Linked DNA regions of Mus musculus: all the other regions are linked to region 3. Evidence: chromatin contacts called from public promoter capture Hi-C data. All regions are on one chromosome and are shown on one strand. The core of a region is the stretch at or near the end of the contact, and the rest is flanking DNA. Distances in the headings are between cores, read along the strand shown.

Region 1 (4,219 bases), core at 57-2,556, 400 kb before region 3:
AGTCTTTGAGGTCATCTTCCCCCTACCCATATTCGGGGGGTGGGAGGAGGAACAACAAGCAAACGTGAGGAAGAGCATGGTAGGGCAACCTGGAGTAATCATTGGCACCCCTGATGGCTACCCTCACTTCAACCAGGCACGGTCACCACCCCACCAACCGCTCCAGTGTTCCTCGGGACCGGAGGTCCATCCTGGCCGGAAGCCGCGCTGCCGCCAGGCTCCAGGGAGTCCAGACGAAAGGCAGCGGGTGGGCCCACAGGCAAATCTCATCCACGCACGTCTGGGCTAGCTGCCTTCACCCGAGGAACACAGCCGTTCCAGACAGAGATGCGTGCGATGGCTGCTCTACACAGCGCTCGGAAGGTGCGACCACTGGAGCTAGGGGCCCGGGGTTGGGGGTGGGGAAGCCCAGAGGGCGCGGCGCTGGGACCCCAGTCGCGGGACCTGCGAGCAAATAAATGCCTACCTGCGAGCCGCGCCGCCGCACCTGCCGCAGGCGGGCCGCTCCTCCCGGAAACGCGCGCGGCGCGCCCCGCCCCTGCCTGGACCCCGATAGCCCGCGAGGGGCGCGTACCCAGAGCGACCTTGCGGCCTTACAGGCCCGGAGACCCCGGGATAGCACGTCCGGGTGGATCCTCCACCAGAGCGCTGCTGTAGTTTTGTCCCGCCTCTCTTATCCTGGTGACCCGACCCAGAGTGGCTAGCTCTCCCCGGAGAGCCACAGGGGGCAGCAAAGTTGTATCCCTCACTCCCACCATCTCCCCAGCTCCCCCCAAGACCCTTTTAGAACAAAATCAAGGCTGGGGAGGTGCAGATGCCAACCCCCACCCCGCCCGGAGTATCCAGACTTAGGGTGCCAAGAAGTGTTGTGTAGGAAAATGCGGAGCAGGAAATAAACCAAATACTTTCAGTGGCTGTATCCAGGGCTGTGGACACTAGACTTTCTTTTCTTTACTTTCCCAATTTAGAGTCTTCTAAGTTTTAATACTAGAGAATGACATATAAGTTAGCAGCTCTCCTGTGTGGGGGAAGTGAGTATGGGACCGGGCGAGACCACCTCAGTCTGCCCTCAGCACTCCTCATGGGGCACAGTCCTAATCGGGGGCTTCTCTGGGCCTAGAGGAACTTCTGAAGATGCTGCCAAAGTCCTACTTAAGAGGAAACCCATCTATTTCCAAGAGTATGCCCCCAACCAAGCCCCCAAACTGACCTGAAAAGCTGGCCTGGCTATCACAGGCTGCAGAGGCGCTGGGGGCCCTGTGCGTCTCAAGCAGAACCACAACAGGCTTGCTGTATGGGACAGGACCTGGAGACAAGGGGCGGCCCCTGGCACCTAGGCCAGGGACCTGCCTGGCCGGCTCGCCCAGTCCTGCTGTCCCAGGTCCCATAACCAGAACAACCGTTATTGTTGGCTAGGGGCTGCAACCGCAGCCACTGTGCTCCTTTTGGGAGGGGCAAGTGGGTGCTGAGCTCGGAGGACTAAGCTAAGTTCTACAAATAGACAGCTAAGCCCACCCCTTTGGGAGGAGCAAGTGGGTGCTGAGCTCGGAGGACTAAGCTAAGTCCTCCAACTGGACAGTTAAGCTCACCCCCACTCAGAGTTCCCCTTCCTCCAAGACTATTACAACACACACAAACACAGCACAGGATACTTCAGGAAACCATGGTGAACTCTACTTTGCCTCAGTACTTCTGATCTCTCCCAAGGTTCTGGCGGGAAGCAGGTATGGTTACAGTACAGGAAAGGGCATATGCACCTGGCAGTGGAGCATGTGACAACCAAGAAAGAGGAGCCAAGCACAAAGTTCTGGGCAAGATGCCCCAGTATGGGTCAGGAACCAATCTTCCCGGGTCCCCAGACCGCAGTTCCAGAAGCTTCGCCCTTCACAGGGATCCACGCCCTCACTCGCTGTGTCACATGAGGAGCGGATGTGTGGGTGACACCTTTTGTAAACATTTTCCCCCTAGTGCTTGAGATGGAATCCGGACCTGGTGCATATTAGACAGCTGTTCAACGGCTGAGCAACTCTAACCCACCACTTTAGTTTTTTTATCGATACTAAGGGGCTCAAACTCCCAAACATATCTGCTGGCCCAAGAGACAGGCAGCAAGCCTCAGAGAGAACAGAGCAGCTTACATGTGTCCTTGCCAGAGGACTGACCTTAGGAGACGGTCCCCAGCTGCCAGGACTCAGAGAACCCCGTGAAGCCCAACTGTTAGCTACTGAGACACCAGTTCACTGGGAGAAAGCTCTGTCTGCTGACCACAGTCGGAGGCAAGGGTAACATGCAGAAGTGAGGAAGGCAGAAGCTGAGCTGTGGCTTTTATTAGATCTGCTTTGGCAAAAATAAATAATTCTTCACACACTCTGCAAGGAAACTTGGACACCAGGGAGCAGCAGCAGATGTGGAGTTCTTAAGACTGACCCTGCACTGAAAAGGTGGTGGGCAGGAGTAAGGCACAGGTGACGTGACGGGGGAGGGCTCTGTGGGCTCCGGGGGAGGGCGACTCCCCATCCCTCCCCACCAGGAGTAGCATAGTGAGTGGCTGGTGAAAGGTTTCACATCGAAAGCCCACTTGCAGCTGTGCAGGGTCCTATGTCCTCATTCCACAGCATGTAAGGGGGAGAGCCGGGGCAGACAGGATCTTGTTCCACCCCGGGGCTCCTCTTAGTGGGGCAGGACAACTTGGAGCTTGGCTGGTAGCCGGGCGATGTGGGAATGGTGATTCTCAGCAAGGCGGGAGGCCAGGTGGATCCTGTGGGGTGGCAGGATCTGCGGCAGTGGGGCTGGCAGGTGCGCGCATGCGCAAGGCATCCGGCGGGAAGGCCACATTGGTGCAGAAGAGACCCAGCAGTAGCTGACGCTGGCATTCTTCCCACTTGGCCAGCGCGTCCCCCAGTGAGAGGTTGTTTCGTACCCAGTTGGGTAGGGCCTCACTGTAGGTGGCGCAAGACAGTGGCACAGAGGGCAGAGACTGGGCACGTCGCAGTTCCACCTGCTCAGACAGTCTGCAGGTGGGGAGGAGACATGGAGGAAAGGAAGGCTTAGTGGAGATCTGCCATTCCAAGACTCAGGACCCAGGGGGCCAGGCGGTCAGAGCAGCTCACCTGGAAGGCAGATGGTCACCCAATTTCCTCTTGGCCCTCATCACCAGATACTGGCAGATGCTACCCGTCTGCTCTTTCATCCACCGGATATCTTCAGGGACATCAGGCAGCCACTCCAACAAGCTGAGAAGGGAGCACCGAGAGCATGAGCTCAGAAACACCAGGCTGGGATCTGGTGCTCCCTTGCCAGGTTCTGAAGACCTATCCTCCCCAAATCTCCCAAGGAGCCCATTGCTCATGGATGATCCGGGACCTCTGTCCCTGATGTACCGGTTGATGTGTCCTCCCCCAGACTCCGTTCCCCACCCTCACCGGATGGTGAAGGACACTGCACTCTCCAGCGGCAGAGTATAGGGCACCATCATGGCCGTTGCCAGGCGCACTGGTAGCATGTTGGAAAGGGTGGTCATCAGGTCCTTTGGTTCCACACAGGCCTCCAGCAGGGCTGCAGAGAGGAAGGTGGCAGTCAATCAGGGAAGTGGGGGCCTCCTAGGCCTCCTAACTGAGCTTCCCTCCCCGTGGCGGCGCACCCTCATTGAGTCTGGCAGGCAGGTGCTCTAGAATTCGATCTTTTCTATAAGGCTGCAATTGATCCTCCTCTCCAGCCCTCTCCTCCACCACAGCAGCTTCCTCTGCATCCTCTTCCTGGGGGACAACTGGGGGCAGTGCCAGCAAAGGGTTGGGTTGGTTCAGTAGGCCTGTGGGGGGGGGGGGGGGGTCAGAGAGATGCCATCAGAGGTTATGGCCAGCAGGGGGCACTGCAGGTCCAGCTTCTTCCACCCCAGGGCTGCCCACACACCATTCCTCCTAAGGAATCGAAGTCCATCTCTGTAGCCCTGTTTGCACATCTCTCGGAGGACCTGTGGCGGAGGTATAAATCAGTGTGAATGGTGCGGTTGAATTACTGCTGTAGAGTCCCTGTAACTGCCACTTCCACCAACAACCTGCCCTGGCTTGAAGTCCTGCCAACCTTGGAAAGCATCCAAAAGCCCCACTGTCATCCCAGGGCTCAGAGGTCCCCAGGGTTCTCTCCCCTGGTGCTGGCTTAGTCAGGACTGGGTGTGTGCGGGCTCACCATGGGCTCTGGCGGGAAGAGAGCCTTCGAGAGG
Region 2 (4,544 bases), core at 193-2,692, 350 kb before region 3:
AGGCAGATTTCTGAGTTCGAGGCCAGCCTGGTCTACAAAGTGAGTTCCAGGACAGCCAGGACTACACAGAGAAACCCTGTCTCAAAAACACAAAAAAAAAAAAAAAAAAAAAAGAATGAAGAATCCAAATATTTTTATCTCCTTCACCTTGTAAGACTTTTATGCAAATGTTTAATCCTTTCCACCTAGTAAAAGCTTTGTTTACCCAAAGGTGTATTTCTCTATACTAGCCTGGAACAGTGATTCTCCTTCAGTCAGGGACTGCTTTCCCCTCCTCCATTTCTTGTATGTTGAGTCTTTCCCGACTAGTTAATAAGATTGTGAGGTCGGACTCCAGTCAGTGGGCAAAAGAAACAGCCACCACCTGAGTTAAAACAAAATCAAATGCTCTTCCTGTCTTGGGGTGCTGTTCACCATTTTCTCCAGCACACTCTTCCTCAAGGGTAAAATTTGCCCTGTCTATACATTTCCCTGGAATGGTAGTCTCTTTACAAAATTATATCTAATACCTGGGCGTTGAATTCAATATAAATACTTTTCTCCACAAGACTCAAGCTTACTGCTGGCTCTGCCACTTCTGGTGCCTTAATGTTACTCTGGAGGCAGCACAAAGGTGGAACTGTGTGAGTATGTGGACACTAGCCAATCTGACCCCTTCAATTTCAGGGTTTCATGTCAATAGATGGGGATTTAATAAGGATGGCTAGTCAAGCTTGTGGCTTGTGAATCTTCAAAAGTCGCCACTCAGACAACACACAATCCTGGGCTCCAGGTTCCTTTTCCTAAGCCCCAGCAGGAGTCCCACAGAAGTAAATCGCTTTAGATACAGGTTGGCCTCCCCAATCTGGTCTTTTCCTCAGGAAACTCAACAGAACCTCCAGAGGCGTCCACAGCTCAGGAAGTGACATTCCATCCTCTATAGGAACATACAAAACTCAACCGACCCAGGTATCTTCTGGATCTTCACAAACCGGCAGAGGAAGACCCGCCCACATACGACCCAACTCTGTGCCCCTCACCCTGTCCGCCCGACCGGTCATCGCTCCCTGACACACTTAGCCAGGCTCAACTTTCGGGCAAAGGCCCAAGGCGTAGTAGCTCTGTGGTAGACTCGGACTCGGAAACATCTACCCGGCCCACTGGGTTTAATTGATGTGCCCTAGGGCCACAAGTCTGTACCGGTGGCTTCCAATCAGGAAACGACCACTCAGGGACCCAGGGCGTATCCTCCCCCGCCTCCGCCTCCAACCCCCGCCCCGCTCCGCCCCGCTCCGCCCCCGCTCAGTCCCCGCCCCTCGCATGCTTGCCACTCAACCACTACCCCATGCGCATGCGCAAACTGCCCCCATCTTCACTCAATTTCCGCGTTGTTTCTCCCACCCCACCTTGCACCCTGCCGGCGAGCCCCGCCCTTCGTGCCTCACGCATGCGCATTCCGCTCTCTGCAGGCGAGCCCCGCCCCGCCCCATCCCTCGCACAAATATCCGCCTGGGCTGTAGCCATGGCGTCCGAGCGGCTGCCAAGCAGGCCTGCGTGTCTCCTGGTGGCCAGCGGCGCTTCCGAAGGTGAGGCGCGCAGGGCAGCTGTGTAGCTCACTGGCCTGCAGTCCTGACTCTGGGCAAACGTTTGTGTTTGTGGAGTTGAGATTCTGGGACCCTGCATCTGTTTCTCTGGCGCAGGCCTACTATGTTGTCTGCGCTGGCAGACAGGGACGGTCAGCGGCTGCAGAGATGACCCTGCCCCCGAGTGAGCCGCAGGGGCTTGGTACTCTCTCTGCCCGTGTTTTCTGCCTCTCTGTTACCCCCTATCTTGGGTTTATCTTCGTGCACCTCCAGGAAGCGATCCTGAAAGAGGTTGCTCGAAAGAGCTGCATAAAAGGGACCCTCACGCAGAAGGGGTCTGTTGGCTTCATGTTCCAACTGCCCGGTGTGTGTCAGGGGCGCTGGGCAGATGATTACTTCACGGGTCCTTAGGGAACCGACTGGCCCGAGATAGTCTCTGTGGGGAGGTGGAGCCCAGGGCTGCGGCCCGGGGTTTCCCTCTGGATTCCTATAGACCTCTGCAAGTGGGTGTGAGCGCGAGGGTACGTCGGGATCTTGGACTGATGAATTTCTGGGTTCCACACTGAAGCGTCCCAGGTGAGGGTGGGAGGGGCCTGAGGGTGCTGCTCCTCCCTGGAATAGAGGTAAAAGAGAATCTACAGCAGCTCCTAGGTAGGCCTTCCTTGAGAGTCGGAAAGTGAGGGATTGAGAAGCTAAAAATTATCTTTAATCCCAGCACTCAGGAGGCAGAGGCAGATGGATCTCCAGGAGTTTGAGCCCGTCTGGAACTTATATAGCAAGTTCCAGGCTAGCAGGAGTACACAGTGAGGTCTGACTCAAAATATTAACCAAAACAAAATCCACAAGCCAAAAGCCTAGTGTCAGAGTTGGAGGCAGGAGGATAGAGAGGGCAATGGCTACATGAGATGCTGTCTTTAAAAAAATGCTAGGGGGCTGGTGAGAAGGCTCAGCGGATAAGAACACTGACTGCTCTTCCGAAGGTCCTGAGTTCAAATCCCAACAACCTCACAACCATCCTTAACAAGATCTGACTCCCTCTTCTGGAGTGTCTTAAGACCCACAGGGTGTCTTAAGACCAGGATGGGAGAGAGCAACCATTTGGTCTGAAGACAGCTACAATGTACTTATTTATAATAACAAATAAACCTTTGGACTGGAGTGAGCAGAGGTCCTAAATTCAATTCTCAACAACCAGATGAAGGCTCACAACCATCTGTACAGCTTCAGTGTGTACTCATATACATAAAGTAAATAAATAAATCTTTTAAAAAGTGCTAGGATCAAAGGTGTGCATAAAGGTGTGCATTACCACACCTGGGGGCTAGAGTCTTTTGAATTAGGCAAGCTTCGTTCCTTTTTGAAGGACTTTTTTGTTGTTGTTGGTTTTTTTGAGACAGGGTTTCTCTGTGTAGCCCTGGCTGTCCTGGAACTCACTCTGTAGACCAGGCTGGCCTTGAACTCAGAAATCTGCCTGCCTCTGCCTCTGAGTGCTGGGATTAAAGGTGTGTGCCACTTTTGATGGGCAGAAGAGGGCTGAGAATACCATGGTGGGGCAGAATCTTACCCATGTCCTGGGTGTGGGAGTGCCCCAGACACCACTCTCCTCTCCTGCTGCGTTTACCTCTGTGACATGTTCACTGCTGCTCTTCCCAGGTTATGGGGACCTTGGATCCTGGTGGATCTCTAAGGGGATGCACCAGACATTTACCTGTTTGGAAGTACCTATAGTGGGAAAGGGTAGGATGCAGCCAAGGGTGTAATGGTGTTGGTGGACAGTTAAGGTGACCTGGGGGCCTGAAGGTAGAGTTATTAGGTCAAGTGGAGAGCCTGTCCAGGGAGGTTTCAGAACCACTGGAGCACCTGCAGGTCTTTCAGGGTCCAGTGACCAAAGCTGGGTAAAATAATAGACTTGCTGTGGACCTCTGAGCAGGTCTTCTCAGTTATGTATTCCTGAACCTGAAGGGCTGCTGTCCTGCCCCCAGGGAGTAGGCCCTGGGGTGGGTAAAATGGACTGCCCCTAAGGCAGGTTCTGGGACCAGGATGGCCCCAGGAGCACTGGAGCAGTCTATGAATAGGGATGAGACAGCTGGCCCTATCATGCCCTCACTTTTCTGGACCCCTCTTTTGCAGGTGTGTCAGCCCAGTCCTTCGTCCACTGTTTCACACTGGCCAGTGCTGCCTTCAACCTACAGGTGGCCACCCCAGGGGTGAGTAGTCACCCTTCTCTAGGGTGAGCTGTTCTCCTTTCTGAGTTGAGGCTAGGAGAGTGTAGAGAGCCCTCTGTAGCTGATAGGGCCAGGAGGGAGCTACCTTCAGGTAAGGGGATCTACAGCCAGTCTTGGAGGCATCCTTAAGCCACCATCCCAGTTCCCTGACTCTGACTACCCATCTTCAGGGAAAAAAAATTTTTTTCCATTGTGGCTTGCACTTTTGCAGGCCATCTTTAAGTGAAAGATAAGGCTTGACCCTAGTGTGTGGGTCCTACACACTTGGCTCCTAATAGGAGAGATTATTGATTCTTGCATGTATCCTGGGGACATACGGTATAAATGGGTCACGGCAAGTGTGTATTGTGTATTTGTGACTTTGAGTGTTTTGAAGTCATGAGCTGGGTGGACAGTTGTTGCTACTTTATAAGTAGGAGACTGGAGACCAAGGGAGAGCAGGGTATAGAAAGACCTCAGTATTGAGTAGCACTGGGCTCCACACACTGGGGGTTTGGCTCTCTGGGCCTTTTTTGTACTTGATCTTTCTCTCTCCATAGCCACTGGAGGCTTCCTGCTTGGGCCAGCCAGTAAAAGTGCTATTTAAGAGGGTGTTTGTGCCCTGGGCTGTTTTTAAGTCTGTTAGCCTTTCTGAGTTTTCTGCCATCCAAATGTGGGGGAGATACCAGTGTTAACCCTGCTTCTGTAGGGAAAGGCCATTGACTTTGTGGATGTGACTGAGAGCAATGCCCGATGGGTACAAGACTTCCGCCTCAAG
Region 3 (4,251 bases), core at 866-3,365:
TCCACATTCTAGATCCTTCCTTGAGAAGCCAGGAAGTGAGCAAGCAAGACTCCTGGTCAACGTCCTGGAGCCTGGCCTGGATACCCACAGCCCATCAAGCTAAGTCCAGGCATTTTGAGTATACTGGGAACTTTCTGTAGTGGGCTCTCAGCTCAGGCTAAGCCTCAGCACAAAGGGACAGTTATCTGCCCCACCCTCACTTGGAGGTATCTATACGCACAGGCTGCTGGACACCCGCTGAACGTTGCCAGCTCTGAAGACTGACGACACTGTCAGGAAAGTCTCAGGCGCTTGCAGCTACCCAATTTCTCACATGCCTTGTGGTGCCTGGTGGGTCCCAGGTGGCCAGACAGGAGATGGCCTTCAGCCCAGAGAAGAGAGTGTGTGGCTGGGGCCCCATCTGTGCCGCCCAGGCTGCTTCTAGCAGTGCCATTGGGCAGGACTGATCTTCCAGGATCCAGAATAGATCCTACCCACCTAGGAGGAGTCAGAGCCAGCTGCCCTCGTGATCAATCTTCAACAGTGGGGTTCCCTGTCTTCATTCCTTCCTGGTTGGTCTCAGACAGAAACAAATTGCTCAGGAAGTCAGCTGAACCCACAAGGGCAGCTGGTGGGAGCTGGCTTTATTGGGTACTGGGTCAGCTCTGAGTCCAGACTTATCTCTTCGGGATAGAGCTGTGGCAGGATATCTTGAAGACGTCACAGCTAATAAGGTACATGGTTTGGGATGACCCATAGACTTTCTTGAGGGCTGGGATCTGTCTCAGATCCTTGGCCCAGGATCTGCTGGAAGATGTCTGGAAACAGTTGTCCAGGCATAAGAAGAGGCAGAGGGCCTCTGCAGGCAGGAGACAGGTGCAGGGCTGAAAAGGGAGTTCTGGATCCATCAGGTGGACTGGACCAGAACATAGTGAGCCAGTGTCACTGCTCTGAGACTTTGAGAGGAGAGATACTTGCTCCCCTCCTCAGCTCACCAGCTTCCCTCACAAAGATGGGGCTGAGCTCTACGTGGCTTGGTTAGGCTTCTCCAGGCTCATTCCCTGGTCTTTCTCTACCTAGCTGTCATTGATGTTCACCCTGCTCTGGAGAGTTTTCCCCCAAGGTGTGGGTCCAATGGCCACCAACTCCAGAGGTTCTCCCCGGATTCTTACCCACAGGCCTAAGTTGCTTTGTACATCCTCTGACCACTCTTAAACGTGCAAACTACAGCAAGCATTTACTCAAGTTAGCATTGGTCCCTAGCACACAGACATCTCAGTTCACTCACAGGTGTACCCAGGGTTTCCAGCTGCTCTGGCCACTCTAGGCAGCTGGATCCCTCAACACCACCCTTACCTCCCCACCTTCCAGAAGATGAGGAAACCGAGGCCCTGCTAAGTAGGCAATGGCCTGACAAGCCTCTTAGCTGAGGGCACCGGTTCCCCCAAGGGCCCACCGTTAACTCCATCACCACCGGATCTAAGCCAGATTCCAGGGTCGGAAAAGGTAGGGATGAGCCCCGAGGGTCCCTGGCGTTACTGCTGACGTCACTGGGCGTCCCGCCGAACAGAACCGCGACCCCTCCCCCAATATAGCTGAGCTGGGAGGAGCAGGACAGCAGGGGCTCTGGGCAGTCAGACCCCCAGGCCTTGGGAGGTCCGGGCCCTCTCGCTACGCGCCATCGCGTACCTCGCCCGTAGCCCAGCCGCTGGCGTAGCGCGCGGCCCGGGCGCACCAGGCTCCGGTGCACATACGTGAGCCACGCGGCGCAGGTGAGCAGCAGCAACAGCAGCAGCAGCTTCATCTGCTTGCGGACCTTCTTCACCGGGAACCACGGCATCGCGGCGCCACAATCAGGGGCGTCGCTGCGGCCCCCCGGCCCCGCCTGCCCCGCCCCACATCCCCCGGCCCACCCTGCTGCGCTTAGCGCCTGCAGCACCGCATGGTCCTTTGTCCGCTGCGGGGACTACGGGATTCGGCCACTACTCCCGGGCTGCTCAGGCCGCGGTCGGGGTGGGCGGCGGGAGCGGCTCCTTGAGGCGCTCCCCCGCCCGCCCCTCCCGGCTGCTCACGCTCCTCTGGACGCCGCGGGACCGAGCAGCATCCACGCTGCGGTGCTACCCAGCGTGAAACGGGACCGATGGTCGCGGTGCCCGAGCCAATCGGCCGCGGCCAGCCCGCGTACAACCAATCCGTGATGCTCGGAGGCGGGGTGGCGCGTTAGGGTGTGCCAATGATCCACACGACGCGCGCATTCACCTGGTGTTCGCCGGCCGCGCGCCCGGGGATGCGGGGGTTGTGGGGACCGAATCTGCGGTGAGGGACACCAGGGACGTCGGGGAGAGGGATGTAAGAGGTCGTTGTTACTGTGGAGGCCATGGCAGGGACGAGGGGTGCTGCGGGAATCCGGCTGCGTGTCTGGGAAAACGCTGGGAATAATGAGCACGCAGAGAAGGAGCTCAGCCTTCCTCTCAGTCGGACTAAAACGAGGCTGGGATGTTCTCGGCTAGCTGTAAGGAAGGACAGGTGGGTGGAGGGTGGTTCTATCCAGATAGCTTCAGTTGTGCACTCCATTCGCTTTCTAGCTGGTGCATCCCAGCCCTCCTGACTACCACCTCTCTCCCACCTTACCACCAGCCGCTTCTCTTTGAGGTTCCAGCCTAATGACCAGGGTACTTCAGTTGGTGTAGCAGAAGCTGCTGTGAGCCTGCAGAGCTCGTGGGTTAGGAATGGGGACTGGACATTTAAATAGTCTCCCTTCCTCCGTGATGCCATGGCCTTAAGTAGAAAGAAGCCATTGGAAGGAGATGGAATCTCTTAGAGACCTTCGCACCCTGGGTGGGTGTGCCCCAGTGGAGATGACTGGGCAACTTCCAGTGTCTGTTCTAAGGGGTGGCCTCCAGCTCAGTAGGCAAGGGAGCCTTCCCATACCACATGCACCACTGTGCTGTTTGCAAGGTGGCTTTGCTGGTTTTGTTTAGTTTGTGTTGTTTTGAGACAGTGTCTCACTGTGTAGCCTTAGTTGGCCTGGAGCTCTTAGACCGCTGCTTGCCTCTGCCTCCTGAGTGCTGGGATTCAAGGCATGTGTCACCACACCTGGCTTGCCTTTGTTTTTAACATTACCCCACCATCACTATGTATCCTTGGGACATAAAATCAAATTGGCCACATTTCTTTCTTTAAAAAAAAAACTTTTTAATTGTTTCTGTCGGGTTTTTTTGTTTTGTTTTGTTTTGTTTTAACTTTCTTCCAGGCATCAGCTGCTGTTCTCATCAGCTGGTTTCCTGTCCTGACTTTGTTTCTGATGCCTGCACTTGTTTATATCCTGAACATTGTCTCAGCACACACCAGCTTGTTGTAGCTACTTTTTCATCTTCCTAGTCATCCAGCTAAAAGACATCTTTACAACAGGAAGACTTGAGGGAGCAATAGAGAAGAACAAGAAGAAGAAAAGAGAGGGTCTCTGCTGTCTTATGTTTACTGGACAGAGGCAGAAAACAAATAATGTTTGTTGTTGTTCTGATTTGTTTTTGTTTTGTTTTGTTTTGGTTTGGTTTTGGTTTTTGAGGCAGGGTTTCTCTGTGTAGCCCTGGCGGTCCTGGAACTCACTCTGTAGACCAGGCTGGCCTTGAACTCAGAAATCCACCTGCCTCTGCCTCCCAAGTGCTGGGATTAAAGGCATGAGCCACCACTGCCCGACAAATAGCATTTTTTGTTTTGTTTTGTTTTGTTTTGTTTTGTTTTGTTTTGTTTAAGAAAGCAAATGTTGGGAAGCAAGCAAAGCGTTTGGGCAGAGAAGTGCACTAGCAGGGAAGAGTTCAGGGCCCTGTAGGCGACCCAAGCCCAAGACTCTCCTCTCTTCATCTAGAGTCGGTAAAGCAAGTAGGGTAAGGCAGAACAACTGAGGAGTCAGCAAACCGTGATCAGCTAGACAGCGGTTCCCCTTGCTAACACATCTGGCCGAGACCACATCTCACCCCAACCACAGAAGGAAATGTTTCAGTCTAACCAAGCAGACAGCACGACAACAGGATCTATTGATGAACGTATGCACTTCAAACAAACAAAAACCCAACTGTATTTGTCTTTTTTTTTTTTTTTTTTTACAGATTTTAATTCATTGTTTTATGTATATGGATGTCTTGTCTGCATGCGTGTCTGGTCTACCACCTGTGTGCCCAGTGCCTACAGAGGCCAGAAAATGGTGTTGCATCTCCTGGAACTGCTTTTAAACCGCCGTGCTGGTGCTGGGAACTCAACCTGAGTCATCTG

The links. Capture Hi-C pulls out chosen DNA fragments and counts their contacts.
Region 1: a contact with region 3 is called in a promoter capture Hi-C map of liver, with 2.4 times the contacts expected there. The contact joins the promoter of Cracr2b here to the promoter of B4galnt4 in region 3. A contact is called at or near these places in 1 of 39 promoter capture datasets (pre-B cells), 1 of 484 Hi-C or Micro-C datasets (embryonic stem cells), 2 of 115 datasets of contacts at active chromatin or transcription factors (memory CD8 T cells and pancreatic cancer cells) and 3 of 9 other capture datasets (embryonic stem cells, liver and pancreatic islet).
Region 2: a contact with region 3 is called in a promoter capture Hi-C map of pancreatic islet. The contact joins the promoter of Gatd1 here to the promoter of B4galnt4 in region 3. A contact is called at or near these places in 1 of 115 datasets of contacts at active chromatin or transcription factors (pancreatic cancer cells) and 1 of 9 other capture datasets (pancreatic islet).

Annotation. Positions count from the first base shown.
Region 1 is chr7:141,458,181-141,462,399 of GRCm38.p6, reverse strand. Cracr2b (calcium release activated channel regulator 2B) reads right to left here and starts at 1,306. Exons shown (of 10, transcript NM_001025103.2): 1 at 1,211-1,306. It overlaps Pnpla2 (patatin-like phospholipase domain containing 2), which reads right to left. Exons shown (of 9, transcript NM_001163689.1): 4 at 4,186-4,219; 5 at 3,910-3,970; 6 at 3,641-3,808; 7 at 3,423-3,555; 8 at 3,111-3,233; 9 at 1,657-3,011. The coding sequence ends at 2,732. Gm10575 (predicted gene 10575) reads left to right here. Exons shown (of 2, transcript NR_152219.1): 2 at 137-919.
Region 2 is chr7:141,411,023-141,415,566 of GRCm38.p6, reverse strand. It overlaps Gatd1 (glutamine amidotransferase like class 1 domain containing 1), which reads left to right and starts at 1,442. Exons shown (of 8, transcript NM_172116.4): 1 at 1,442-1,565; 2 at 3,693-3,769; 3 at 4,476-4,544. The coding sequence starts at 1,502.
Region 3 is chr7:141,058,842-141,063,092 of GRCm38.p6, reverse strand. B4galnt4 (beta-1,4-N-acetyl-galactosaminyl transferase 4) reads right to left here and starts at 2,115. Exons shown (of 20, transcript NM_177897.4): 1 at 1,669-2,115. The coding sequence starts at 1,819. It overlaps Gm39114 (a long non-coding RNA gene), which reads left to right and starts at 2,054. Exons shown (of 2, transcript XR_881000.2): 1 at 2,054-2,295; 2 at 4,089-4,251.